Regions from separate parts of the Sus scrofa genome. Here regions 2, 3 and 4 are each linked to region 1. The links are chromatin contacts, called in public targeted proximity ligation maps. All regions are on one chromosome and are shown on one strand. The core of a region is the stretch at or near the end of the contact, and the rest is flanking DNA. Distances in the headings are between cores, read along the strand shown. Region 1 overlaps SOCS5 (suppressor of cytokine signaling 5). Region 2 overlaps LOC110260019 (a long non-coding RNA gene). Region 3 has its middle 65 kb from the start of MCFD2. Region 4 overlaps LOC110260144 (a long non-coding RNA gene).

Region 1 (6,909 bases), core at 1,913-4,412:
ACACCAGATCCCCGACCCACTGAGTGAGGCCAGGGATCAAACCCACATCCTCATGGATACTAGTCGGATTCGTTTCTACTGCACTGCAACGGGAACTCCTGACTCCTCTTGATATTAAAAAATATATATACTTTCAAGAATGCTGACTGGATGGATAAAGAAAAGATGAGATGTAATAAAACCAGAGCAGAATGGTGGTTTCCAAGGGGCTTGAGGGGTGGGGAAAACAGGGAGATGTTGGTCAAAGGGTACAAACTTTCAGTTATAAGATGAAGAGTTTCGGGGGATCTAATGTATGGCATAGTAACTACAGTCATTACTACTGTACTGTATACCTGAAATCTTCAAACAGGTCAGCTCTTGAATGTTTTCACATACACCCCCCAAAAAAGGGTAACTATGTGAGGCGATGGATATGTAAATTAACTCGGTGGCAGTAATCATTTCACAATGTGTGTATGTATCAAATCATCGTGCTTTATACCTTAAATACATATAATTTTTACTATTAATTATACCTCAGTAAAGCTGGGGGGGGGAGACTGCTGACTGGGACCAAGTATTAAGACTGGTCATAACTGCACCACTCTGCAAACCATCCTAAGGAGGTATGAAATATTCCTTTTTTTTCCCCCTCCCAAGAAATAAACACGAAAACACAGAGGATTATAATTCAAGAGTTGTTTTCTATAACCATATGTATTTTTGATGGCTGTCATAAAAGTTAAATCTTAGAATGTGATTTTAAAAAACAAAAACACAACCAGATGACCCCAGGTCATTTATTTAAATTAAGTACCAACCTAACGGCCCCTAACTTTCCCTGGTTCTTAAAACATTGAAATGTAAGTTATCTGTGAGAGCACTCCATTTCTTTCACATGACAACAGCACTTTTTTTTTTCTTTTGTCCCCTGCTTTTTAGGGCCACACCCAAGGCATATGGAGGTTCCCAGGCTAGGGGTCTAATTGGAGCTACAGCTGCCGGCCTACACCACAGCCACAGCCACAGCCACTACCACTCTGGATCCAAGCCGCATCTGCGACCTACACCACAGCTCAAGGCAACGCCAGATCCTTAACCCACTGAGCAGGCCAGGGATCGAACCCACAACCTCACGGTTCCTAGTCAGATTCGTTTCTGCTAGGCCAGGACAAGAACTCCACGACTACAGCACTTTTATAATTCTTTTCGATCTTAAATTGTCTGAGGATGCGAGCTTTAAGTAGCAAATCCAGATCCTTCTATAGTTGAAAGTATGTTAAAATGTGAAGTTTGGTGCAATTAAAAAATTGATAGCAAACAGTTACCTATTAATCAACAATTTACAGAATGCTTAAAATTTTAAGCCCTAAGGATCCTATGAAAGAGATCAAAATGGTATAGAGGTTCTCAAGGATTCAGTTGAAGACACAATATACGCTCATGAGACAATGAGACACTAGAACTGTAAATAAGAACATACTATTTAGAACAATTAGAGAATAAATAGATGTCAAAACATTCTTTAACAAGTTTCCCATGTGAGTCAAATGGTAATTCAGAAGAGAAGGTAAATTCATCCGATGTTGGGAGGCACTGGTATACAGCAAAGAGAGTGTGCTGGAGTCCTGCCTCAGCCCTGCCATTAAAAACTCTGGGGTAAGTCCCAAATGCTCCACAGTGCCTAGTTAGCAGACATGGTACCTGACACAAAAAGGACATTTGTTCATTCACTCTGATTTGGATTCAGCTAAGCAAGCAAGGAGGGGCAGGCCGGGGCTCCTTCTAGAAGGGACTCACTCGGGGATGTCTGCCACTCAGGACTATGGCAAGCTCGCTGCTTGAATTCAATACCGCCTTCTCACAACCACGTGAAAGAAAGGATGCTGACACCCAAAAGGAGCTGGCCGCTCTCCTTGCCTTCTCCAGAGTACAAACTCCTATATCAAGGGCCTCACTGTCCTGGGCCCAGCTGCACTGGCACCTCACAGTCCCAGGGACCCCCTATGACGCATCAGCTGTCTGGCTTAGTTTCAGTCTGGATCTCTGGGCCTCAGTAAGATCATCTGAAAGAAAGGGAATGGTATCAGGTCATTCACAACATTACAATCCATGAATATAATAAATTAGAATTATTCACTATAGAGCACAAACCTTACTAAGTTGTCAGCTATGAGTAAAAACAGCTTATTAAATTTGTTATCTGGACTTAACTTGTTTGTTTTACAGGAAATATCAGGCTATTTTAGAAATGCCAATTGGAAACACTACTGAATTCCTTAAAAGAACGATTCTTAGCTTAGTCTCAAAATATTAAAATGGCTAGATCTCAGAGTGAAACACAACCTATGCAAAGATTCATCACGGTTCTTCACTAGACTGAGTGAAGTTTTACGACTCTGAACAACAATATTTTCTTGTAAATCAAGTAGTATTAGTACCTCAACACCACCTCATGCAGTGGAGTTCCCAGCAATGCCTGCAGGGAGCAAGAAAAGATAAAGAGGGCCTTTCTTAACTTCCAGACCTCAAACCTAGAAGTAGAAGACAATAAATCATCTAAACAAGTACTGAATGGCAGGTAGGTGCTAGGCATTGGGCTAGTCACTTTACATGGATTACCTTGTTCAGTTCTCAACAAGCCTAGGGAGGAGCCAGTTATTATCACAATTTTAATGATGAGAAAACTGAGGCTTAGGAGATTAAGAAATGTGCTCACAGCTATAGAGCCCTTCACAAAGCCTAAAAATAAGGTAATTAAAGAAGAATGTACTGCCTTGAGCCTTCAGGAAAACACAATCTGATTAGTGGACCCAACTGTTCACATCCTTTTGGTAGACGCAGCCCTATGATAAAGATGTGAGCTATCAAACTATTATGGCTTGGTATTATTTCTTAATATAAATTAAGACATTAACTTTGTTTCCCATAAGAATCTTCAGTAAATCTGCTTAGCAAGAAAATCGGGTTCCCTGACCAAAATGAGTTTCTGGATCTGCAACTGCAAGGAGGAACAGCTACCAGACTATGCAAGTTCAGGTCATTTTCTGAGGCCTGGTATGAATGCACCACCCTGAAGGAAATGTCTATTTCTTTGTTCATTAACCACAACAGTCCTTTGTCTCTTCTTTAGAATATTAACTTTCCCCACTGGATTTCTAACATGTTCTATATATAGCAAAAAATGTGAGGCTGAGTCACTAGGGCAAGTTCCTGAAGAGCACCAGGTCCATATGCTCAAGATGCCAGGGATAGGGACAGCAAATATAATATTTTCCTGAGAAAACTGAAGACTAGGACTTCTTTCTTTAAAATAAGGGTATCCTCATCTGCAAGGAGGTGGCAGTAACAGTGGCTGAGAAAGCAAGACAAAAACTTAAAAAAAAAAAAAAAGCCCTGGGAAAAACAATAAAAAGCAAAGAAAGCAGTATTAAATCTCTTCAAGTGTACAAAGCAGTGCTTAATAGAAACCTATGACTTTTAACTATGAACAATGGGAGATTGTTTAAATTGGAAAATGTTTAGAATGTATATTACACATATAGCATAAGAATGTCTGTTTCGGAGTTCCTGTCGTGGCGCAGTGGTTAACGAATCCGACTAGGAACCATGAGGTTGCGGGTTCAATCCCTGCCCTTGCTCAGTGGATTAACGATCCGGTGTTGCCGTGAGCTGTGGTATAGGTCACAGACGCGGCTCGGATCCCGAGTTGCTGTGGCTCTGGTGTAGGCCAGTGGCTCCAGCTCCGATTCGACCCCTAGCCTGGGAACCTCCATATGCGCGGGAGTGGCCCAAAGAAATAGCAAAAAGACAAAAAAAAAAAAAAAAAAAAGAATGTCTGTTTCACTAAATCTGTACTGATAAAGCTCAAGCTAAATATGTGCAAAAATGAGAAGAGACATGATTAAGATGGGAAAAACTACAATCACTTAAATCCTTCTTCCCTTATACTCCCAAACATTAATTTTATCAGAATTTTAAAAATTTTTTGTATGATTGCAAACATAGTACATGCTTATTGCAGAAAATGTGAAAAATATTAAACAGTCTATGAGATAAGTGAAAAATAACCCATAATCTAACTACTCCAAGTTAGTATATTTTATTAGCCTTTTAAATTAATATTTCCTTTTTAAGAAACTCAAAAGCATGATCTTACTTTCTTCGCTTACTATATTGTGAATATTTACCTTACACCTTTAAACAGCCTAAAGCTCATGGTTTTTATCACTTGCCAACAATTTTTATTCTAATTAGTATATTAAACAAAAATTAAAGAATATGATTTATAATGGCTTTATAGTATTTAGTTATATGGCTCTTGCATAATTTAATAATTTAAGAGGCTTCTAATTATTAAACATTATAAATAGTACTAAACTGAACAGCACATACACACACTCATGTTTATGTGCACATCTTATTTCCTTATAATTCCTAAAAAAGGGATTTTGGGCAAAGGATGTGAACATTTTTAGGATTCTGAATATTATCCAATTGCCATTGCAATGGACTCAATATTTACGTCCCCCGCAAACTCATGAGCTGAAATCTAATCCCTAATGTGATGCTATCAGGAAGTGGAGTCTTGGGAAGTTAACAAGATCATGAGGATGGAGCCCTCATGAATGGGATTAGTGCCCTTATAAGAACAGGTCAGGGAGCTAGCTAGCTCTTTTTCCGCCATCTGAGGATACAAGAACCCTGCAGTCGGCAACCCTGATGAGGGCCCTCACCAGAAGCCAAATGGCACCCCAATCTCAGACTTCAAGCCTACAGAACTGTAAGAAATAAACTGTTGTTTATAAACCACCTGTTGTTTATAATACCATAAATGTATTGTATTTTGTTATAGCAGCTTGAGCTAAAAATAGCCATTTAGAAATTTGTACCAATTTATGCTCCTACCAACAGCAGATATTTGCCAACACTTGGTTCTGATTCTTTTTTATATGAGAGACAAACTGAAGCATGCTGACTATGACATAGTGATTCTAACCTCTTAGGCTTTTTCCACAATCTTATTTCATAATCCTAAAGAAAAATCTTTTAGTAAATATCTCTTGTAGTTAATGATATTGACCTGTGGTTGAGGCATTTTTCCAGTGTTGCTCTGTTTAACAAATTTACCCTGTTAATTAAATTTAAGCGCTTTTAACTAAATATAGTATGAACTGCATAAACCCATTCAAAAAATAAATTATCCCTCTATGTGCATATCTGTAATAAGTGATCTAAAATGCTAAAGATAACCATGGTAAATTCTGGGTTTGAGGACAGTGAGTTTGTTTCCTTTCTTTCTTTCTCTTTGAACTTCCTTTTTTGTATCTCTCTGTATGGCTTGAAAATTAAAATATAAGCTGGCATCTTTTTTTGGAGCCACAGTCTAAAAAGTATGCTATACCAAAAATCATAAAGAAAAATTAAACATTAAAATAAAGTTCTACACCTCCATTTCCAGTTATGATGGAATAACTAACTGGAACTGGGCTAGACCTCCTGCTGTGAAAGACCATTAACCCGGGCAATATACATGAAATATTATTTTCAGATGTTCAACAACAGTCAGCATAGGACTGTGATTCCTGAGAGAAGAGAAACAAAGACTCATGAAAACCCTGACTTGTGCCACAGGGAAGGGAAGCCCAAAAGAGCACAGAGATCTCAGTGAATTGAGGAAACAGAGCTCCAAGCTGGAGGCTACTGAAGTCACTGGAATTTAAGGAGTAGAATACAAGCAAGAAGAGAGCTGTGGAGCAAAAAACTTTCAGAAATCTGTGGAGAGATCTTCTAATTCTTTGCCTGGAGGCTAAGCTATATATGCACAAGGCAAGACTCCAGGAGGCCAGTCAAAGAAAAAATTCTGGGGAAAGAACAACATGGGGCATGAACTGAACAAGTACCTTGAGCTTGGGAGATGTTCAAATTCCTGGCAGCTAGAGTGGAGAGACCTCAAGGAACATGACATGCATTTGGCAGAGATCTCAGAAAGCCTTGGTATTAGGGCTAAGCTAGTCCTAGAATAACTAAAATTACTGAAAACCAAAGATAAAGGGGAAATCTTTAAAGCAGCCGGGAGGGGGGGGGAATACTACCTCAAGTGAACAACGGTAAGAATAATCACTAACTTTTCATCAGAAACAACTTAAACTAGAGGACACTGAAACAATGACTTTACAGTGATACAAGGGGGGAAAAAGCCATCAACTTAAAATTCTACATCCAGCATAAATATCCTTCAAAAATGAAGGCAAAAGGGAATAACAAAGTCCAGAACCGTCCTCCTCACACAAACAAGTAGCAAGCTAGACAAAACATGAAACAATTCTTTTCAGACACTCGATAACAGGCAGTACAGAAATATGACCCGTGAAAGAAGGGACACAAATGAGGTGAACCCAAAGACTGCCCCAGCTTTCTGTTTGGAACTACAACAAGGGGAGAGGGAACCTAAACAGAGTCAATGCGTCTCATTGAGTTGAAGTGGCAGAGTTCAGAATTTGCGGAGTCTCACAGCAAAGGAAACCATAAACAAAATGAAAAGACAACTTAGAAAATGGGAGAAAATAGTTGCAAACGATGCAACCAACAAGGACTTAATCCCCAAAATATACAAATAACTCTAACAACTCAACAACAAAAAACAAACGACCCAGTTGAAAAATGGGCAGAAGACCGAAATAGACATTTTTCCAAAGAAAACATATGGATGGCCGGTAGGCACATGAAAAAATGCTCAACATCACTAATTAGCAAAGAAATGAAAATCAAAAACTACGAGGTACCACCCCACACCAGACATAAGTCTGCAAACAACAAATGCTAGAGAGGGTGAAGAGAAAAAAAGGAACCTTCCTACACTGTTGGTGGGAATGTAAACTGGTGTTAACCACTATGGAAAACAGTGTGGAGGTTCCTCAGAAAACT
Region 2 (6,909 bases), core at 1,646-4,145, 170 kb before region 1:
CCCCTAGTTTCTACCCTTTTCCTAGACCAACCCCCACTGCTGCCCTGTCTCCCCCTGAGCAATGCGTTCCCAGGCTCTGCCTCTGCCCCCACCCCACACTTCCGCTGCCCTCAGCTGACTCCCTCCTTGATGCTGGCAGCCCTGGCTTCCTCAGCTTCCCTGTGCTTATTTTGGAAGGTCTGGCCATTTAACTGCAGCCGCTTGGAGTATTTGGTTCCAGCTCTGTCCCCAGGGCCTGGCTAGTCTAGGGTCTATGCCGGAGACAGCCAGCCTGAGTCGGGGAAGGTCGGGCCCCTGAGGGAGAGGAGGCTAGCAGTAGCTCAGGGACGTCCTCAAAGGCCAGTGGCCTATTGTGGGAGAATTGACTGTGGGTGAGCTTGACCCCAGGCTTCCCTCATGGCCTTGGAAGGTCACAGAATGTTTCTGAGATGCTCTGCTCTCTCCTGCCTAGAGCCTGTGGCCCACCAACCCCAGGTTGTCATAGCATGTGTGTGTGTGTGTGTGTATGTGTGTGTGGACATTGGGAAGCACTGGAGGGGACCTTTTAAGGTTTTTATTTAATTAAAACTCCTATCTGGAGTTCCCGGGTAGCTCAGCAGGTTAAGGATCTGGTGTTGTTACTGCTGTGGCTCTGGTTACTGCTGTGGTATGAGTTCAATCCCTGGCCCGGGAACTTCTGTATGCTGCAGGCATGTCTCCCACCTCAAAAAGATAGTACTTTCCGTTTCTTTATTAAATAAGTTAAACATTGCTTATTTAATAAAGAAACAGTAGAAAGCAGAGATAAGCCATGAAAAAAATTATCTTTGATTCCACCATCTAGCAGTGGCCATGTTCACATGGGGTGTGCACCCTGCGAAGGGGACTAGAGTGGCTAAAGGGGGACTTGGCCAGGCCAAGGAGGGCATGAGGCTGGGAGGTGTGGATTAAGGCCAGATTATTCTGTGTCACCAGGAGCCCTGTGGAGAAAGGTCATGGGCCTTGTCCTCAGACCTGTGGTCAAAACCTGACCCTGGCCTCTTCCTAGTTGTGTTTGACCTTGAACAAGTCACTCAACTTTTCTGAACCTTTACTTGCTCATCTCTGAGATGGGAACGGTAGCATCTACCTCATGGGATGAAATGAGAATGAACGCGTCTCGTGCCTGGCACGTGGTAGAAGCCGTTTGGCAGTGGCAGTCCCTCCCCAGGGAGTTTGGATTGTCCCCTGTGCAGTTGTATTTCAGCCAGGGCGGGGAAAATCGATTCATGACTGTGTGGCTCTTTGAAGATCATTTACAGGCTCACAGGACCCAGGCCAGTGAGACATGAGAGGACACGCACCATCCTCGGCTGCTGGAGAGGGGGCTTCATTGGTGCAGTCCTTCCTGGGAGAGAAGGTAGATGTTAGGCCTCAAGACACTTGAAAACCCCATTGCCTCCCCTGTCATCCAGTGATGCTCCTGTAAATAACTGTCTGATGGAGATGACAATGGCATTCTATCTTAATGTTGTTTGCCACGGAAAAAATGACATGTAAGCTATCAGACGACAGAGCACATGCGTGTAACCCTGACATGTAAACACTGCGAGTAATGAGTCAAGCTTGAAGTCCAGGTTTGTTAACCCAAAACGATGTTTGTAATAAATCATTGAAGGGAAATAACAAGCATGGATGTGCAGGTGGATTTCATATTTGTAAAAATTATGCTTGTACCCACATTTGTATAGAAAATGTTTTTGGATGAGTTCTAGGCCCTCATCCTTGGGTTTAAGACACCCTCTATTCCTTAAACAGAGTTTCCCGAGGCCAGCTCCAGGGAGCATTAGTTCCTGGTGGCCAAATCTGTCTGGACTAATTCAGAAACAAGCCCTTCTGCTTGCAGGGTTCGTGTTCTTCAGAATGCTCCCCAGATCAGAAAACAGACCCCTTCCTGCCTCAGTTGCCCCTGGATGGGGTTGGGGAGGCCTGTGAAGACCAGCTTCCCTTGGCCCTGTCCGCCCAGGGGAAGGCAGGCTTCCACCGAAGCCAGAGAGGCTCTGTGCATTAACCGTGTAAGGAATAGAGGGGGTCAAGGTCAACACTGGCCTTGGGACATTAGCCCAAAAGTATTTAGGGGAATCCATTATGTGCAATGCGATGTGCCAGGTGTACAAAGATGAATGAGCTACAGCTGTTGCCCTAAGGAGCTCAGCCTAGTGGGGAGACCCAAACCAATCCCTTTTTTTTAGGGTTGTACCCAGGGCATATGCAGGTTCCCAGGCTAGGGGTCAAATTGGAGCTATAGCTGCTGACCTACACCACAGCCATACCCCCACCAGATCTGAGCTATGTCTGCAACCTTCACCACAGCTCATAGCAACACCAGATCCTTAACCCACTGAGCAAGGCCAGGGATTGAACCCACGTCCTCATGGATCCTAGTCGGGTTCATTAACTGCTGAGCTTTGAAGGGAACTTCCCCAAACCAGCTTGATGTGATTGATAAATGGGGAGGGGGGTGACCCAGGAGAGGAGGGGGTGCCCTCCTTGGGGGAGCAGGGAGCAGTCTTTCCCCACTGCACCAGAATAGTTATCCATCAATGTAGGCATTCCTTGCTTTGTTTAGCCAGCTACCCATTAGCCAACCACCTAAGGGATGGTTCCAGAAGCTTATACTCTACAGTCTTGACCCTGTCATCTTTAACACACAAGCTTGTGATTGAAGGACAGTCATTTTTAGGAAATAGTGATTTTACAGGGAGATACTGCCCCATGTGCACTCCGGGGGTGAGGGGTGTAAGCATGCACACACACACACACACGCACACACGGGCATGCATGCGTGCAAATTCACAAGCCCAGAGTGAGCTGAGAAAAGTCAGCTTCGCCTACAGTCTGACTGATTCCTCTAAGGATCATCAACACAAACAATGCAGGGGTGACTCATCGCCTGTGACTCACAGCGCTGTGGGACTAAGGTCCTGCCCGCACAGGGCAAACATCATAGTATTTGTCCTTCTGTCCCCTGAGGGGGAGGGTTCCCCCCAGCCCAACCTCCACCTCTAAACCAGGTGAGCCTGGACGGGGGCAGCTTATGATGTAGAAAGTAAGGGAGCATTCTAGAGAAACTCACCTGATCTGGGCAACAGGGGTGATGGGAGGCGGGGTTTCTTTATTCAAGGATTTACAGAAGATGTATTTCAACACAGCATTCCCCACTGGGCATTCAGAACAGGGTATGATTCCCCCCCCCAAAAAAAACCAAACGATTTCTTGGTATCTTTTCAGGAATCCATTGATTGTGCAAAGTGAGGTTAGTGTGCTGGAGTGAGGAATATGGGGGTGAGGTGGGGAGCAGAAATTCCCAGTTGAAAAGTCAGAGAGGGTTTTGGACCATTGAGGCCACTTCCTCCCACCACCCTGGGCCTTGTGACTTGCTGATTCCCTGTCCTCGCCTTTACCCTCTTCCAGCTACCATCCCCCCCCACCCCCGCCCCAATCTGGCCCTGCACTCAGGGCTGGAGCCCGAGGGGAGGGGCTGCCCTGCTCCTTGCTGGCAGCTTGACTCTCTTCAGCTGCTCCTGAGAACACTGTTCCAGAGGATCAGGTTCCTGCCTCTGCCCCCGGGATTTATCAAGCAGTCACTGTGGATCTGCGATGTCTAGGATGATAGGGGGATGAGGGTGGGACAAAAGAGGCCAGTCCTTTAGCCAGGAGCCAGGAGTCCCATGTGATGTACCTAGGGAAGGGGAACTTTAAATGTTTACCCTGGGAGTTCTCATTGTGGCTCAGTGGAATCCGACTAGGAACCATGAGGTTGTGGGTTCAATCCCTGGCCTTGCTCAGTGGGTTAAGGATCCGACATTGCTGTGAGCTGTGGTGTAGGTTGCAGACACGGCTCAGATCCTGTGTTGCTGTGGCTGTGGTGTAGGCTGGCAGCTACAGCTCCGATTAGACCCCTAGCCTGGGAACCTCCATATGCCGTGGGAGTAGCCCCAGAAACGGCAAAAAGAGAAACAACAAAAAACAGAAAAAAAAACCTCTTACCCTGGAGTGGAGGTGCACAGAAAGACTGTCTTTCGGAGGCCAGCCTTCAGTTTGGAGATGCAGTTGCCTTCTAGACCAAGCATCCATAGTTCTGGGCAACCAGATGCCCAGGTCAGTAGGTCAGTAACTTGGGGATGTCCCAGTTTGGAGGAGATGTGGCCTTTATCTTTGAGACAGTCAAAGGAATGCCTTTAAGGCATCCTTGGTCTGAAAGGGAAGCTGGAATTTCTCCCTTTCCCGTTTCCCATCCTTCAAAGCAATTAATTAATGTTGGCAGCGGGAACCCACGGTGGGCAGAGGAGCCTGGGACTTCCACTCCTCCCGCCAGAGCCACTCACAAGCGAAGCCTGAAGTGTGGCCTTGTCTGTCAGATTGTTGCAGAGACTGAAGGAGCTCTTTGATAAGAAAGTGCTAAATAACAAAACATGAATTATAGAGAACGTAGAAACCAGGGCCTACAGATTGGTTGGCTGGATGTCAGGCCCCTAAGGGTCTTCTAAAGACTGGACCTCTCCCTCCTCTTGGAGGTGGTCACCAGGCCAGCACCTGGGAGCAGGCAGCCTCCTGCAGGACCACAGGGCAGAGGTGAGGAGTTAAAGAAAGGCAGTGAGACTGCTGTGCTGGGGGTGGGGAGCAGAGGGACAGGGAGGAGCTTGGGAATGGGGACAGGGAAACAGCACAGTGCCGCCTGGGTGGAAATGATGGGAGGGGGCCCAGTAATGTGTCCTGGGAGCGGGGGGAAGCAATGGAACAAGGTTACAGTATCAACGGCTAGAAATCTTGTGTGTTGACCCATAAGGACTGTGGCAGGAGATGGAACTTGCATAGAAATGTGTGCCTCTCAGATACACAGGGACAGCCAAAAAAAAAAAAAAGAAATGGTGAAGATGAAGGCTTGGGGCAGAAGGCTCACCTCAACCTCAGGACCAGGGGTGCCCCCGCCCCTCTGCCCAGAGATGGGTCCTCAGACATCGTGGGGGGGCTGGTGTGGGGAGAGGAGTCTGCCTGGAGGGACAGAGAGGGATCTAGGCATTGGAAGTGAGGTCCAGAGTCTCTGCTGACCAGACACAAGGGCCAGGCCTTGCTCTCCCTGCCACCCCCACCCCATCCTGCCCGTGAACTGCACACTCACAGCAAAGAGCTGTTCGATTCCGGTGCCTGTTGTGGGAGAAGGAATATGACAGCCTCTGCCCGAAAATTGTCCCCTACTCGTCAGTGTCAGACACACCCTGAGCGGCAGGGGTGGGGGTGGGTGCGGTGAGTGGGAGAGGCTGGCCTTGGATCTGGCCCGGAAGGAGGGTGGTCTTCAGCCCTGTGTGGTCCCACTGGGACTTTAGTGCTCAGGCTTCACAAAGGAGCATGAAGACAGATGATAATAATAATAGCTATTCCTTTTGATCTAGCACTTGGCTGTGCTCTAAGTACTTTGCAGCTGGAGGTCCTCACCACAGCCCTACTGTCAGCACCCCGATTTTACAGAACGAAGGCAGGTGCAGAGAGGTGAAGGAGCTTGCCCAAGGTCATAGGGCAGAAGGGGAGCAGCTGGATTCCAAGCCTGACAGTCCTGCTCTCTTGGGCCCGTGCTCCAACCCCAAGCCCAGCTGATCTGAGGGCACATTTTCCCTTGGAGTGTCTTCGCAGCAGATGCCACCGGATTCAGGCTGGGCACTGTAGGGCCTCTGGGATCTGTGCCCTGGGCTCAGGAGGAGAGAGGCCAGCTGGGCAGCGGGGCCTGGGGGTCCGAGGTGTGCACAGGGCATGGGCCCAAGTATGGAGTTGGGAGTGGAGGGGATTGGAGGGTTCAACTGATGGCAAATGCAGGCCAGTTCTGTCTATAAACAAATAAAACTGAGCCACAGTGGGGCAGACACATGTCCTGGAGACAGCTCTGCTTTCGTTTGTGGATGTGGGTGTGTGTGTTTTTTGTGTAAGTTGCCAAAACACCCTGAGCCAGGCTGGTGGAGGGTGGGCCCTAGGCTGCTCCTGATGGATGCCTGCTCAGGTCCCCGAGGCCCACAGTGTCAGATGGCTGAACACACTGTAAGCTCCGAAGAAGAAAAACAGTCACCTAGCTCACTGGAGTGGGGGTACTGGGAGGGGGAAGGGAGGAGCCCCTTAAACTCAGGCAGGTGCTGCCCTTCAGAGAAGACTCAGGGGATCTATCTCAGACTTGACCAAGCAGGACAGAGAGGTGGGTTCCAGGCCCAGCCCTGCCTTGTCCCTGGGAGACCTTGGGTTGGTTGAAGCCCCTCCAAGCCACATCCAGACTGGGCACTCAGATGCTAGGTCTGGCTCTTGTCTCATTTGCGCTTCTCACTAGGACACCTTCCTGGGAGCCCTGCTCCAAGCATCTAGCCTCCTGCTGGCTTCTGTGGGCAAGGGCACCCATGTCTAAAGTGGGCTTTCTAGGGTTCCCACTGTGGCTCCACAGGGTTGGCAGCATCTCTGCAGTGCCAGGATGCAGGTTTGATCGCTGCTGCCCCCAGCACAGTGGGTTAAAGAATCGGCAATGGTCGCAGCTGTGGCTCAAATCTGACTCCTGACCCAGGAACTCCTTATGCTGTGGGGCAGCCAAAAGAAAAGAAAAAAGTGGGCTTTCTCTGCCTCAGCACTTGACTCTGAGGGCTGGATTATCTTTTGTTGTGGAAGCCTGTCCTGTGCATTTCAGAGTGTGTAGCAGCCTACCTGCCTCTACCCATCAGATGCCAGGAGCACCCTGTCGCTACAACCCAAAATGTCTCAGGACTTTGACAAATCATCCCCATTGAGAACCACAGGTCTAAGGGGAAGGCTTCGGTCCAGAGGCGCCTCGGGACCAGCAGTAGCTGGACTGGTGGGACTTCGGGTGGTTTCCCTTCATTTTCCCTGGGTCCTCGACCTTTTGTCTCTTGTCATGGGAAT
Region 3 (6,909 bases), core at 2,139-4,638, 150 kb before region 1:
CTTCTAGTCTCTTGGCCCTTGTCCAGTTCCCGCAAGGACTGAAAGGAAGAAATGGACCTTGACTCCAGCAATAGGGATGTGAATAGACTGCAGATAGGGGTGTCTTGAGACTGGGGGCCTCGGGGCTGTGGATGGAATATCCCCCTGGCAAGTTATTCACAGACCAGCACCCCTACCCGCTGCTGCATAGACTTCGCCTATACTTGCGGAGGCAGAACCAGGAGGAAGAGGTTTCCTCCATATCTTTCCAGCCTTAGGGTTTTTATAATGACACTTGGAAAAACATCTTCTTTCTTCATCTCTTTGAAAAAGCAAGATTGGCGCAAACACAAAGTCATCATTGGGGCTTTTTGAAAGCAGAAAAAAGAGAGAGATGGTCTTTGGGGAATAATGCTTCATTTGCACACTCTGCTCCCTGCCCCACCCCCATGGCTCCCGCCCCTGCCCGGTCAGGGAAAATGCCCCTGCTGAGGCTTTGCCCCTGGAGGAGAAGGAAGATCAGGTAACACCCCCTTGTGTCAAAGGCATTTTCTCCAAGGGCCCGACTGCTTGCAGAGCCTCTAAGAAAACCTCAGCCAACCTCCTGGCCCAGCTGCTGGCCTCAAAACCAGGCTGCTTGGCCCGTCCAGGAAGCCCATAAATCCCCTAGTCGGCAAGAAGCTGCACTCTGGAGCTTGCCTGCCCCTTTGCTTGGATGCCTGGCTGCAGGCCCTGGGCTGTCCTCAGCCAGTCTAGAAGCCGGTGTAAATAAGCACATTTCTTTGAGGCAGACCTCATTTTTTTGAGGACTCATACCTCTCAGAGACATTAATCATCAAAAAGTCCATTGTTCCCATTGGGGCCACAGCTCTTCCCTACCTGTCAGTTGATATTTAATTGATGGCTGCTGTCCTCCATTGGTTTTTTAGCATATCCCCTGGGGTTAGGAGAGTTCCAGCAAAGTGTTAACTCCTTTGCCCCCAGGGCAGAGAGCCGTGGTTCTCTTAATATCATTGAACCTGTTAGAAGCCCTCCAAAAGGTAGATGCACATATATCATAGGTTAAAAATTCAAAGGTCCTGACCTCTCTGAGGCCAAAACTGAGCACAGCTTGCAGATGGGAGTTCTGGGAGTTGAGGTAAGCTGGGAGCGATGTGTTACTCATGATTGCTTCAAGTCTGGGAGGAAAGAAGGAACTTTTGTCTCAAGGGTGAAAGGGCTGACAGAACAGTCTAGAAGCCTCAAGGATGTGCAGTGTCATTATTAAGGGGCAGAAGTTGGCAGCCAGGGTGGAGTTTGGGACCCTACCAGGGCCACTCAGTGGATGTAGAGCAGATGAAGCCAACAGCTCGTAAATTTTCAGATGCGGAAAATGGGTGGGTAGGAGGAAGCAGGAGAGCCCTAAACACAGCCCGGGCTGCACCCATGGCTCAAGAGCATCAAGAGGGAGGCCGTGGGCCAGACTGGCCAGTGTTGTAGCCCATCCCCGCTCCTCTGGCTACCTGGCCTCGGGCCATCCTTCATCCTGGTGCCTTGGTTTCCTTATCTGTGGTAGCAGATGTTGATGCTGAAAGATAGAAACACAAAGGCTGAGGAGAATGCTTAGTGTAAGGAAGGGGCCTACTGGGGGTCGGGGGGTGACATCTATGGGGTGCCTGGCCGAGTCTCGCCAGCTGAGTTCCATCATGAACCTGGGACCCAGCAGGGTTTATCGCCACAAACAATCCCGAGATGGCTCTTGAACTACAATGCCCACCAGGAGGGTGGTCCTGGTCCCCTAGTGGGCACACGGCCTTTTATTCTCTGTGGACTGGGAGGGGGTTGCATTCTGCCTCCTGGGTGGGTCTCAGGAGTCCTTGGTGGACTGACGTTGCCCGAGAGATCCTAGCTGGCCTCTCCCCCTCACCCCACTCTTTCCTGCTCTTGTGTTTGGGATTAACGTGTATCCCTTGAACCTTGTCATTTTTCTACTGAGATGGAAACTTGGCCCGCGACCAGTCCTGGATGTGCTCGCAGTGTGGCTGGGCTCAGGCCAAGCCCACGGTAATTATAATCACATGTGAGGCTCTCACTGGCTTGCTGGGCGCTGGGGCCCTGGGAGACGCACGGCTGCCAGAGGGAAGGGCACTGGGCTGGGTGTCGGGATTCTGAGCAGTGTGCAGACGGTGTGGCCTCGGGCTTCTGCCCTCACCTCTCTGACCCTCAGTTTCTTTGTTGCTAAAATGCAGGGATTGGCTCACAGGCTCTCTAGGGATCCAGGATCTCAGGACATAAGGACAAGCTCTCCAGTGTCCCTTTGGTCGTCCCTACCCCAGCCCGGCCTTGCATGTACCAGGGAGGGACCAGGGCCAAGGTGTGGCTGGAGGGCTCCAGGAAGACCAGCCCCTGCCCTGTCCTCAACCAAGATGCCTTTTCACAGGTCACGGAGAAAGGACGGGCCCTCTGAGACTGTCATTATCTCGTGATCGTAAGCCCAGGGGTAGGGGGTGTGGGATACCAGGGTGGGATTGCGGGTGCTTAGAGAAGAGTCTGGAGAGAGAGGCAGAAGAGTATCTAAGACAGCTGCCACCAGCTACCCTATGGCACAAGGGCAAACCTGCTCCCTGTCCCCCATTAACCGAGGAATTAGGGCTTGATTTAATCTGCTTGATTGAATCTGCCTCTGGTGTAACATTATTCTGAGCACCAGTGGGGCAGCCCAAAGAGTTTTTACCCAGTGGATTGTTGTGGCCTTTTCCATTCACATGGGAGGCTCAGGAAGCCTGAGAATAAGGAGCAGCTGAAGAGCTGTGAACAGTGGTTACCCAGGTCATTGGTACAGCCAGGAGCAGGGGGAACATTCACAAGCACACAGTCTGAGTAGAGGTGGTGGTGAGAAGTTTCTTCAACTTCGCCATAACCCCTGGCCCGCTTCCCTCACTTCTCTCTTTGTCCGTCTCTCTCTCTCTCTCTCTCTCTCTCTCTCTCTCTCTTCCTCCTCTGCTGCCTTTCTCTTTCCTCTTTTCTAGTAAGAGAAGCAGAATGACTCAGTGGAAAGAGGATGGCTCAGGAGTCAGGCGGCTTTGACCTGTCAGGCTTCTATGACACCGGGGCAATGCTACCCTCGCCTTGGTATTGTTGGGAAGATTAAATAGGATACAGTACGAAACAACTTCAGGTAGTACATAGGAAAATGTTAATAAAAGACAGCCAATGTTATCATTTACCCAACACATCAGCGGAAGCTTGTCTTAAGAGATTGGCTGTACTTGATTAACGTTTGTTCCCATTCTTAATAGAAATTAGGGAATGTAAACTTGTTTTTTTCCCTTGCTCTTACAAAATGGAATGGCCATACTCAGAGAGATTACTCCAGACTCCCTTGTGGCTTCTAGTTTTTCCCCGTGCGTGTCAGCAGACCTGGAGGGAAGGCAGGCTCGCCCTTGAGCTGGCCCTGCTGGCCACAATTTCTTGGATCTCGTGATGGGTAAGGGCGGGCCAGGGGGGTTCTCCTGGCTGGAACATGTCTCCGAGGAGAGCTTTGATGTTAACCTCATGGTTCCAAGGCCGCACACCCACGATGGCTCCTACTAGACAAACAAAAAACAAACCCAGGGGCCAATTCCTCACTTTACATCAAAGGTTTCACTTTCTAGGAGGAACCTTTTACATTCCAGAGGGATTTTTTTCCCTCACATCACTTGACATGCCTTCATTACCTGTGCCAGTTGGGGTTCAGGTAACAGAGAAACAGAAGCCACATACACAGGGTACCCCAAGCACATGGAGTTTTCATAGTGGGGATTTAGAGGCTTACACAACTGATGGGAAGGCTAGATGAGGGCAGTCGGGGAAGCCACCGTCAGACCCCACAAAATCAGGAAGTGCCAGGACTGCAGAGAAGATGCCGAGATCGTTCCAGTGTCCCCAAAGCATCAACTTGGGCAGCTGCAGAGGTCAGCTGCACACCTGTCCATGCCAATTCAGAGAAGCCGAGCTCTCCTCATCTGTAGCCTGACGAATCTCATGCAAGTGACAGTATTGCCAGGATCTTACTTAGAACCATACTGGCAAGGAACTTGGCAAGACCCCCTAGCTCCTGCTGGAGACAGAGGAATGTGCAGAGTTGGGTGGGGATGCTCTGGTCCCGGCTGAGCTGGAGGACCAGCACCCCTTTAGCACCTCCTTTCTCGTCTGCTCGGTCGAGTGGCCGCTCCCATTTCCTTGGCCGCATTTGGCAGGAGCCCCGCTCATGGGGTTCATGAGCCACTGTGTCCAGGGAAGCCGGGAAAGGGCACAGGAATAGAAAAGAAGAAGAGACGTTTTAAAACATGTAGAGACATGAATAAAGCCAGTTTAAAAAACAATAACTGTCTTTGCCAAGGGAACACGCTGTAGTCCCAACGCTCAGAAAGAGGGAGGAGATTGGATGTTAGCAAACAGCTGTTGGGGGCCTGGTCAAGCCACTCCTCTCTCTGCCCTCTTCTTCATCCATGAAGAGAGGTGTTAAATGTGCACGTCCCTCTCAGTCCTGACCTCCCTGATTCTCTCATTTGTGGGGATGGAAATCTCCTGTGCTTGGCACTGGGATGTGACTCTTCCTGTCTCACCTCCTGCTTCCCTGGATTCTTCCCTCCAGCCCCAAAAGATGCTCCGACGTCTGCATCCTTCAGAGACAGACAACCAAAGAAACTTCCCATGATATATGTATTTTTTTTCTTTTTAAGGCTGCACCTGCACATATGGAAGTTCCTGTGCTAGGGGTCGAATCAGATCTGCAGCTGCTGGCCACAGCCACATCCACAGCCACGCAGGATCTCAGCCACATCTGCGATCTTATGCTGCAGCTTGCGGCAACGCCGGATCCTTAACCCCCTGAGCAAGGCCAGGGATCGAACTCGCATCCTCATGGACAGTATGTCAGATTCTTAACCCACTGAGCCGTGACGTGAACTCCCCCACCATCTTATAATCCTTCTTAAAGTACTGTTTCATCTTTGCTTTTACTCTTTTTTTTTTTTTTTTGAGGGAATGGAAAAAATTTGAAGTACCATTGACCTGTAACTCTATGTTATGTGCTAGGTGCATGACATAGTGATTCAGTATTTCTATACATTAAAAAATGTCACCATGATAAGTCTAGTTATGATCTGTCACCATACAGAGATATTACACTGTCATTGGCCATGGTCTCCATGGTAGACATTTCATTCCTGTGACTCATTTATTTTGCAGCTGCAAGTTTGTACCTTTTAATTCCCCTCACCTATTTCATTCATTCCCCACATCCCTCTCCCTTCTGGCAACCTGTTTGCTCTCTATGACTCTGTCTCTGTTTTGTTGTAGTTGTTCATTTGTTTTTTTTTTTAATTTTTTTAATTTTTTTTTTGCAATTCATTTGTGTATTTTTTTTAATATACCACAGCTCGAAAAAAAGAAAAGATAAAAGAATTCAGAGGCACTACAGGAGTCTCACAAGAAACTTCTGAAATTCTGCTAATAAAACAATATTCTGCATGCTACACAGCTCACCACCTGGTGTCATGCTGAAGTCATTGAACTAGTGTTGTATGCAGGATATGAAGCTCGATCAGATTCCACTGGGATCATGACTGCACCAACATTACGGCCAGTGATGCGCAGGAATGCAAAGCAATACCAGAAGTGCAAAATCACCCACATACAATCCAGACTTTTAAAAAGCTTCTTGCTCTTCATCATCCGTCGCAAGCATTCTATTTCTTATCGTTAGGAACTGATGACCATGACTCTGCATATATGATGTTTCATGTTCCATGACATAAGTAGATTATCACTGACAGGTGTTTATGTTTCTTTTTTTTTTTTACTTTTGACTATTTTTTATTTTTTTTATTCTTTTTTTTTTTTAGTTTTTAGATTCACATACTCTAGAGCTTCAATCAGCTTCCTCTCTGCCACCCTCTCAACGTGTCTCCGACTTATTTTTTAGATCAACATAATAAATCAACATGTCTCTACTTATTACTTAGTAAACTTCTAGCTCTGTCCATGTCTCAGACAGTAGGCTTTCATTCTTTTTTATGGTTGAATAATATTCCACTATGTATATGAATGTATAGTATAAATATCACATCCTTTTATTTGTGAGACCTCTTGAAAGCATCATATGTTGATGCTGAGAAGTAGGACACCAGGACATCAGCCGTCTTGACTTGCAGTTTGCAGGCCTCGAAGGAAAGTGCAGAGGGTTCACTCACTGGTTGGGGAATGGGGTCTGTGCTTACATGCCCTATATGTCTGCAGGGAAGTTGCTTTAGCAATGGCTCTGCTGCCCAGGAGGCTCTACTTTGAGCAGTGCACCTGGATGAATTTCCCAGAGCTGCTGTAACAAATGACCACAAACTTGGTGGCTTAAAATAACCAAAATTTATTTTCTCATAGTTCTGGAGGCTGGAGGTCTGAAATTAAGCTTTTGTTAGGGCCATGTTCCCTGCAGGTGTTCTAGGGGAGAGTTCTTCGGGACTTCTAGCTTCAGTGGTTCCAGGTTATTTCTTGACTTGTGAGCAGGTGATGCCAACTTCTGCGTCCATCTTCACATGGCCTCCTCTGGTGCAGTCCCCATGCAGCCTCCATGCGCAGAGTCAGGCCCTGCGGCAGGCTCTTGGTGGCTCTCAGGTGTGTGTGGCAGAAGCTGCGTTCTCCCACAGCCATCCTCTCTTCCTTCTTTTTAGTAAAGGAACTTTCCGGTAATAGCACATGTTCACCCAACTAGAGGGTATATTTCCCCATCTTCCATGCAATGAATTGTGACTGTATTTTTCATCATTGGGATGGAATGGAATGAGAGAGATGTGTGCAACCTCTGTGTTACTTCTTTTTAAAAAAAATCTTTTAAAATTGAAGTATGGTTGGTTTACAATGTTGTATTACTGTCTGCGGTACAGCAAAGTGATTCAGTCATACATATGT
Region 4 (6,909 bases), core at 1,245-3,744, 130 kb before region 1:
TGTGTGGGTTTATTTCTGGACTTTCTGTTCCGTCTCATTGATCTGTATTTTTGTTTTTGTGCCAGTACTGTACTATTTTGATGACTGAAGCTTCGTAGTATAGTCTGAAGTCAGGGAGCCTGATTCCTCCAGCTCCACTTTTCTTTCTTAAGATTGCTTTGGCTATTCAGGGTCTTTTGTGTTTCCACACAAATTAAAATATTTTTTTTCTAGTTCTGTGAAAAATGCCATTAGTAGTTTGATAGGGATTGCACTGAATTTTTAGATGGCTCTGGGTGGTATAGTCATTTTGACAATATTGATTCTTCCAGTCCAAGAGCATGGTGTTTCTTTCCATCTGTTTGTGTCATCTTCAGTTTCCCTCATCAGTGTCTTATAGTTTGCAGAGTTCAGGTCTTTTGCCTCTTTTTGCATTTTTCTAGTGATCGGTGTTGTTGAGCATGTGCTTGTTGGCCATCTGTATATCTTCTTTGGAGAGATGTCTATTCAGGTCTTTTGCCCATTTTTCAGTTGAATCGTTGGTTTTGTTAGGATTTGTAGTATCTTTAGGATTTTCATGTATAGTGTCATGTTGCCTGCAAACAATGACAGTCTTTCTTACTGAAGAACCAACATGTTTTGTCTCTGTGGCTCCATTCAGCTGAGTGTAGTTTTCTGGGTTCACAGAACACAGGGCTCAGCAAACTTTTAAAAGGCCAGATAATTAATACTTTGAGCTTTGCAGTGCCTTATGGTCTCTGTGGCAGTGATCCAACTCTGCTGTTGTGGCATGGAGGCACCCATAGTCTAGCAGTAATGAGTGTCCAGTGTCCGATAAAGCTTTATATATAAAAATAGGCAGCTGGCCATAGGGCTGTGGTTGCCAGCCCAGACCTAGTATTTCTCATGGACCAAGTCATGTATGAGCAAAAGGGAAACTTGCATTATGCTCACATTATTCCCTCATATCCCACACGTATGGGAACAAATTTGTATTTCAAAACAAACATTATGGCAGAAGTGACTGAACTTTATAGGGTTGTGAGGGATAAGTGAACTGGTGCCTGTAAGCCTCTGAGTCACTGACATGTCCATGGTCAGTGTTAGTGATTATTATTAGCTATGGTAGAGAGTTATTGGCAGGATTTCATTGCTTATGGATATAATGTACTTAGAACAAGTGTTTGGAATTTCTAAATAAAAGCAGCTACCATTTTCATCAAATATAAGACTTTTTCTGTATTGTGGTAACATTTACATAATGTAAAACTTACTGTTTTAATCACTTAAAAAGACACCAATCCAGTGGCATTTATTCCATTCACAGTGTGTGCAGCCATCGTCATTATCTATTTCTAGCACATTTTCATCACCCCAAAAGGAAACCCCATACTTATTTTTATTTATATAATTTTTGCTTTTTAGGGCCGCACCCATGACATATGGAGGTTCCCAGGCTAGGGGTCTAATCGGAGCCACTGCTGCTGGCCTACGCCATAGCCACAGCAACTCGGGATCTGATTCGTGTCTGCGACTACACCATAGCTCACAGCAATGCTGGATCCTTAACCCACTGAATAAGGCCAGGGATCGGATCCACAGCCTCATGGTTCCTAGTTGGATTTGGTTCCACTGTACCATGACAGGAACTCTGGAAACCCCATACTTATTAAGCAGTCATTCCCCATTCCTCCCTGTTCAGCCTCGAGATGTACTCCCCCCAACCCACATCTTCACATCTGAGATGGAGCTGTGCTTACAATCAAAAGCATCTCATAATCACTGTTTCTCAGCCCCATATCATTATCACTGCTTGCTTGAGTATGAACTTGGCAATTGTTCTTTAGTAGAATTTTATGCATTCTTAAAATTTTATCTATTGAGTTTAACTATCATTCAAACTGCTTTTAAGAATGTCATGATTCAGGAGTTCCCATCGTGGCGCAGAGGAAACAAATCCAACTAGGAACCATGAGGTTGCGGGTTCCATCCCTGGCCTTGCTTAGTGGGTTAAGGATCTGGTGTTGCCGTGAGCTGTGGTGTAGTTTGCAGATGTGGCTCGGATCTGGCATTGCTGTGGCTGTGGCATAGCCTGGCGGCTGTGGCTCTGATTGGACCCCTAGCCTGGGAACCTCCATATGCCTTGGGTGTGACCCTAAAAGGAAAAAAGAGAAAAACAAAAAAACAAAAAACGGAAAAGAATGCTGTGATTCAGCAGAGGAATGAAATGTTGAGTGCAAAGAAAGACATGAAACAGAGTGACAAGGCAAAAATGCAATATAAACGAAGCAGATATTCATCATCAGAGGAATCCCCATAGTCTGTGCTTCTTCCAAAGCAACAACCAAGTGCTTTATGGGACAGAAAGGCAGATACAAATAGATGAAGCTGTGTTATATTTTGTTAATGAGATACTTCGCGAACGATGGACTGCCACATTTGAAGCAAGGCAACTGAAGGCTGGAGATATTATGAAACCCCTTGGCATAGATAATAAAATATTTCAAAGTAATGGGAAGTTGGTGTGACTGGTTCATGCGTCACATGGGACAATTACTAAGGCATCCTGTCTCAGTTGAATGGCAGTGTTACTTTTCTTGATGGTACATAAAAAACAGTGTTTCATACAAATGAAGCCATCTTAAAATGATGATAAAGCATTATTATCACATTGCAAGTTATTTTCATTTACTTGTATTTTTCTCCCAATAGACAGTCAATGTGTTGCAGAAAAAGAGTTTGTCTTACTACTGAATCTTCAGTGCCTGGTCCAGTTGTTCAATCTCTGGCTTCACTCAGTGAGTTAAGGATCCAACATTGCCAAGAGCTGTGGTGTAGGTCACAGACGTGGCTTGGATCTGACATTGCTATGGCTGTGGTATAGGCCAGCAGCTGCAGCTCCAATTTGACCCCTAGCCTGGTAACCTCTGTATGCTGCGGGTGCAGCCCTAAGAAAAAAAGACCAAAAAAATAAAAAAATAAAATTCCTTTCTTTCCGGGTGCTCAATACAAAATTGTTAGTAGTTGCTTTGTACCAAGTAGGATTTTGTTTGGCTCTAATGATAGAACACTCAAAATAATAATGGCTTAAACAAAATGGAAGTCTGCTAACCCTGCAGATAAACAAAGTATGGAAGTAAATAGCCTAGTGATTGTAGTGTAGCTCCATGATCATCAGGATTTTAGGTTCCTTGAGTCATGCTGCTTTGCCAACCACAAACTTGGCATCCATCATATGGCCCGCATATGGCTGCTTGAGCTCCAGCCATCACGTCCACATTCCAGCTGGCAGAAAGTAGGAAAGGAGGGAAGAAAAAGGACATCTCTATTTTTATGAATCCTTCCTCCAAAATCATAAATGACACCCTGTTTATATCCATTGGCAAGAACCTGACTACATTTAACCACATAGAAACTGGGAAATACAAGCTATCATCCAGGCAGCCATGTACCCCACTAAAATTTAAGGGTTCCATTACCAAGGAAGAAGGGGAAAATGAATGCTGAGGCACAAATAGCAGGCTCTACTGTACTCATTAAACTCCATGGTGCTGAGTACAAGTGGGTTCCATGACGGCAATGGAAGGTCTTCAGGTGGAGATGGGGCAGGGGCAGGGCTGTGAAAGGTGAGCATGATTTTTTTTTTTTTTTTTTTTAGGGCTGCCCCTGCAGCATATGGAAGTTCCTGGGCTAGGGGTCAAATTGAGCTTTAGCCTCCAGCCTACACCACAGCCACAGCAACGTGGGATATGAGCTGCGTCTGTGACCTACACCACAGCTCATGGCAACACCAGATCCTTAACCCACTGAGTGAGGCCAGGGATCGAACCCTTGTCCTCATGGATACTAGTCAGGTTCTTAACCTACTGATCCACAATGGGAACTCCCAAGATGAGTGTGATTTAAATGAGCAGGAAGAATGGGTAAGAGCGTTTTTGGCAAGGGAATGACCAAACAAAGGCTCAAAGGCAGGAAGGCACTCTGTGTGCCTCTGGGTTAATAGGGTTGTCTTGGCCAAGCAGGGCTTTGTGTCAGGAGGCTAGCTAGCCAGGGAACAGCCCTGGGAGCAGGGGGTCAACCCTGCGTTCACTGTAATCAGTGTGGGGTCACTTAACCTCCAGAGCCTTGGTGTCCCCTAGAGATGCACAGAGATAATCCTGTTGTGAGGATCCAGTGAAATGATGTAGCAGGAGGAAGTTCGTAGTGAACTGTAGGTGTCTGTACAGTTTAGATGTTCAAAAAGCAGTAGCTGCCATGACCATGACACAGGCCTAAGTTTCGACTGGGAGGAGGAGGAATTTGCCCTGCACTCTCCGGGCAGCTCCCCAAATGTGATGGTCTTATGTGGGTGGGGAATGTGGATGGTGAGCCGAGGACATGCGAGCTTGGGGACTGGAGCCTTTGAGCATGGAAAAAGCACGCAGATGCTCCTAGGGTGCAGGAGAGTGATGAGAGAATGGTGGGTATGTCCTAGTGCCTGTTTCCTTTCTTCTCCCCACAAAAGGAGCAGAGCGGGTCAGTATCCTGTGCTAACCCAGGGGCCAGTCCTGGGCCTTTCATGCCCTCTGTAGTCAAGTCAGTGAGGCTCCCAGGCTCCTGGGTTGGAGGCCAGCCCTCAGGCAGGCCCAGCCCTGGGGACAGGGGGCCTCCTTCACATCCCTGCTGGAGCATGTGTGGCAGAAGCCAGAGGCTATGAAAGCCAAGGTGAGGGCAGAGAGCACAGATGGGATTGGCCTTGGTCCAGGTCTGACCAGGCTGCTGCTGTCTCCCCATAGAGGGCAGTGTCTTAATCAGCTCTGGCTGCCATAACAAAATACCATAGACCAGGTGCCTTAGACGAGAGACATTTATTTCTCATAGAATGGTGGCTGGAAAGTCCAAGATCCAGATGCTGCTGACTCCATTCCTGGTGAGGGCTCTCTTCCTGGCTTGTAGGCGGTCACCTTCTTGCCACATCCACTCATGGCAGAGAGAAATAGCTCTGGTCTCTCTTCCTCTTCTTGTAAGGGCACTAATCCACGGGAGCACACCCACCCACCAAAACCTGCTAACTGCCCCAAAGCCCCACCTCCAAATACACTGGGGATTAAGGCTTCAACATATGAATTTGGAGGGAACACATTCAGTCCATAATAAATACCTTACTCCACTTGAAAACACACCCTGGCCCCTGTGGGATCCTGTTCTGTCCTGATGCTTGGCTGTGCCTTTGGGGCGTGTATTGTGGCTGGTGTGTTTCTGCTCTGACCTGATAGAGGAATCAGTTGGGAGCTGCACTGGAGCTGGCGTCTCTGACTGGTACACAGAGAGGGTCCCCCAACACAAGCTGTCCTGGAGGAACAGAGGAAAAGCTGCAGCAGGGAGCAGAGCAGGCCCTGTGGCCAAATTCTAAAGTCACCAGGGTTTCATTGCACTGATAAAAATGAACTGGTGCCTCTTCTTTCCTTTTTCTTTCTTTCCTTCCTTCCTTCTTTCTTTCCTCCCTCCCTCCTCTCTTTCTTTCTTTCCCTTTCTTTCTTTCATTCATTTTTCCTTTTTTTCCCTTCCTTCCTTCCTTCCCTTCTTTCCTTCTTTCTTTCTCCTTTTAGGGCTGTACCTGTGACATATGGAATTTCCCAGGCTAGGGGTTGAATTGGGCTGTAGCTGCCGGCCTGCACCTCAGCCACAGCAACGTGGGATCTGAGCCACGTCTGTGATCTATACCACAGCTCACGGCAACGCCAGATCCCCAACCTACTGAGCAAGGCCAGGGATTGAACCTGCATCCTCATGGATGCTGGTCAGATTCATTTGTGCTGAACTACCATAGAAACCCCCTCACTTCCATCTCTTTCTCTATTGCTCTCTCCCTCCTTCCCTTCCCTTCCTTTCTTTCTTTTCTTACTCCTTCCCTCCCTCTTTCCCTCCTACCTTCCTTCCTTCCTTTCAGGAGATTTATGCAAAGTGAGTTTCAAAACCCAGAGCAATGAATGCAGAGGGGAGGGGCGTGGAGGGGAAGGAGGGTGAGAGAAATGGTCAGAAGGAGATGAGTGGGGCAGAGACATGCCAGCAGGGTCCGAGAGACACAGTGGGAGAGGCAGCCGAGAACATAGTGAAGCCATCAAGTGAGATGGGGACAGACAGACACAGGAGAAGAGGGAGCTAGAGACAGAGAAGAAGCAGGGACAAAGTGACAAGGATGCAGAGGGAGACATGGTCAGAAGATGCAGAGAGTACCTGAGGCAGGTGGGCCGGGACAGGAAGGAGGGCCTGAGGAAGGAGGGGCCTTAAGAGCGGCACAGCAGACAGAGGGGCCTTCTGAGCACCCCACCCCTACCTCGTCCAGCGCTGTGTGGCTCATCGGGCATCAGCGTGCTCCCTCCGTCTCACCTGGATGCCCTCTCACCTCTGGGAGGTTTCAGGACCCTGGGTCTGAGCTGACAGGGTGGCCTGTGTGATGGGTGGAGGGTGGCCAGGCCTAGAGGCTGAGGGTGGGTGTGTGACCTCGGAAGGCCCCTCTTAGTGCAAAGGGCCATGGGCCAGCAGTGGGACATCACCAGCACTTTCCATTACTCCTTTCTCAGTCACCGCATTGCTGTTGGGAAGGGGAGGAAGTCAAGACCGAGGGGGAGGCGAAGGGGGAGATGAAGACCGAAAATCCCACATGGCATCATCGGCCGGGAGTGGCCTGCCCTTCCGGAGAGTGTGGATGGCTGTGAGTCATGCTCACCTCCGGAGGAGGTCCACAGCCAGACCCTTCCCTGACAGCATGTCTGCACAGGCCAGGGCTCTGTCAGACCTGGGCAGGGGGCGAGAAGGCGGCTTTCCTAGAACTGAACTTCCAGGGGCTGCTCCTAGAACCCATGGGGGAGCCCCAGACTATAGGATCCAAGACCAGGCTTGGCCAGAAGTGACCCAAGGGCAGGGGACCGCCCGTGTGTGGGGAGCTGG

Evidence for each region.
Region 2: a targeted proximity ligation map of alveolar macrophages shows a contact between it and region 1. A contact is called at or near these places in 1 of 47 Hi-C or Micro-C datasets (embryonic fibroblasts) and 2 of 2 datasets of targeted methods (alveolar macrophages and skeletal muscle).
Region 3: a contact with region 1 is called in a targeted proximity ligation map of alveolar macrophages. A contact is called at or near these places in 2 of 2 datasets of targeted methods (alveolar macrophages and skeletal muscle).
Region 4: a targeted proximity ligation map of alveolar macrophages shows a contact between it and region 1. A contact is called at or near these places in 1 of 47 Hi-C or Micro-C datasets (embryonic fibroblasts) and 1 of 2 datasets of targeted methods (alveolar macrophages).

The regions. Positions count from the first base shown.
Region 1 is chr3:93,832,454-93,839,362 of Sscrofa11.1, forward strand. All of the region lies in intron 1 of SOCS5 (suppressor of cytokine signaling 5), which reads right to left. Among named protein-coding and RNA genes, the nearest start is that of SOCS5, 18 kb to the right of the region's middle.
Region 2 is chr3:93,658,411-93,665,319 of Sscrofa11.1, forward strand. The region is part of intron 1 of LOC110260019 (a long non-coding RNA gene); the gene reads right to left. Among named protein-coding and RNA genes, the nearest start is that of MCFD2, 41 kb to the left of the region's middle.
Region 3 is chr3:93,682,588-93,689,496 of Sscrofa11.1, forward strand. No RefSeq gene overlaps it. Among named protein-coding and RNA genes, the nearest start is that of MCFD2, 65 kb to the left of the region's middle.
Region 4 is chr3:93,703,382-93,710,290 of Sscrofa11.1, forward strand. LOC110260144 (a long non-coding RNA gene) reads right to left here. Exons shown (of 3, transcript XR_002342994.1): 2 at 6,296-6,553; 3 at 4,812-5,310. Among named protein-coding and RNA genes, the nearest start is that of MCFD2, 86 kb to the left of the region's middle.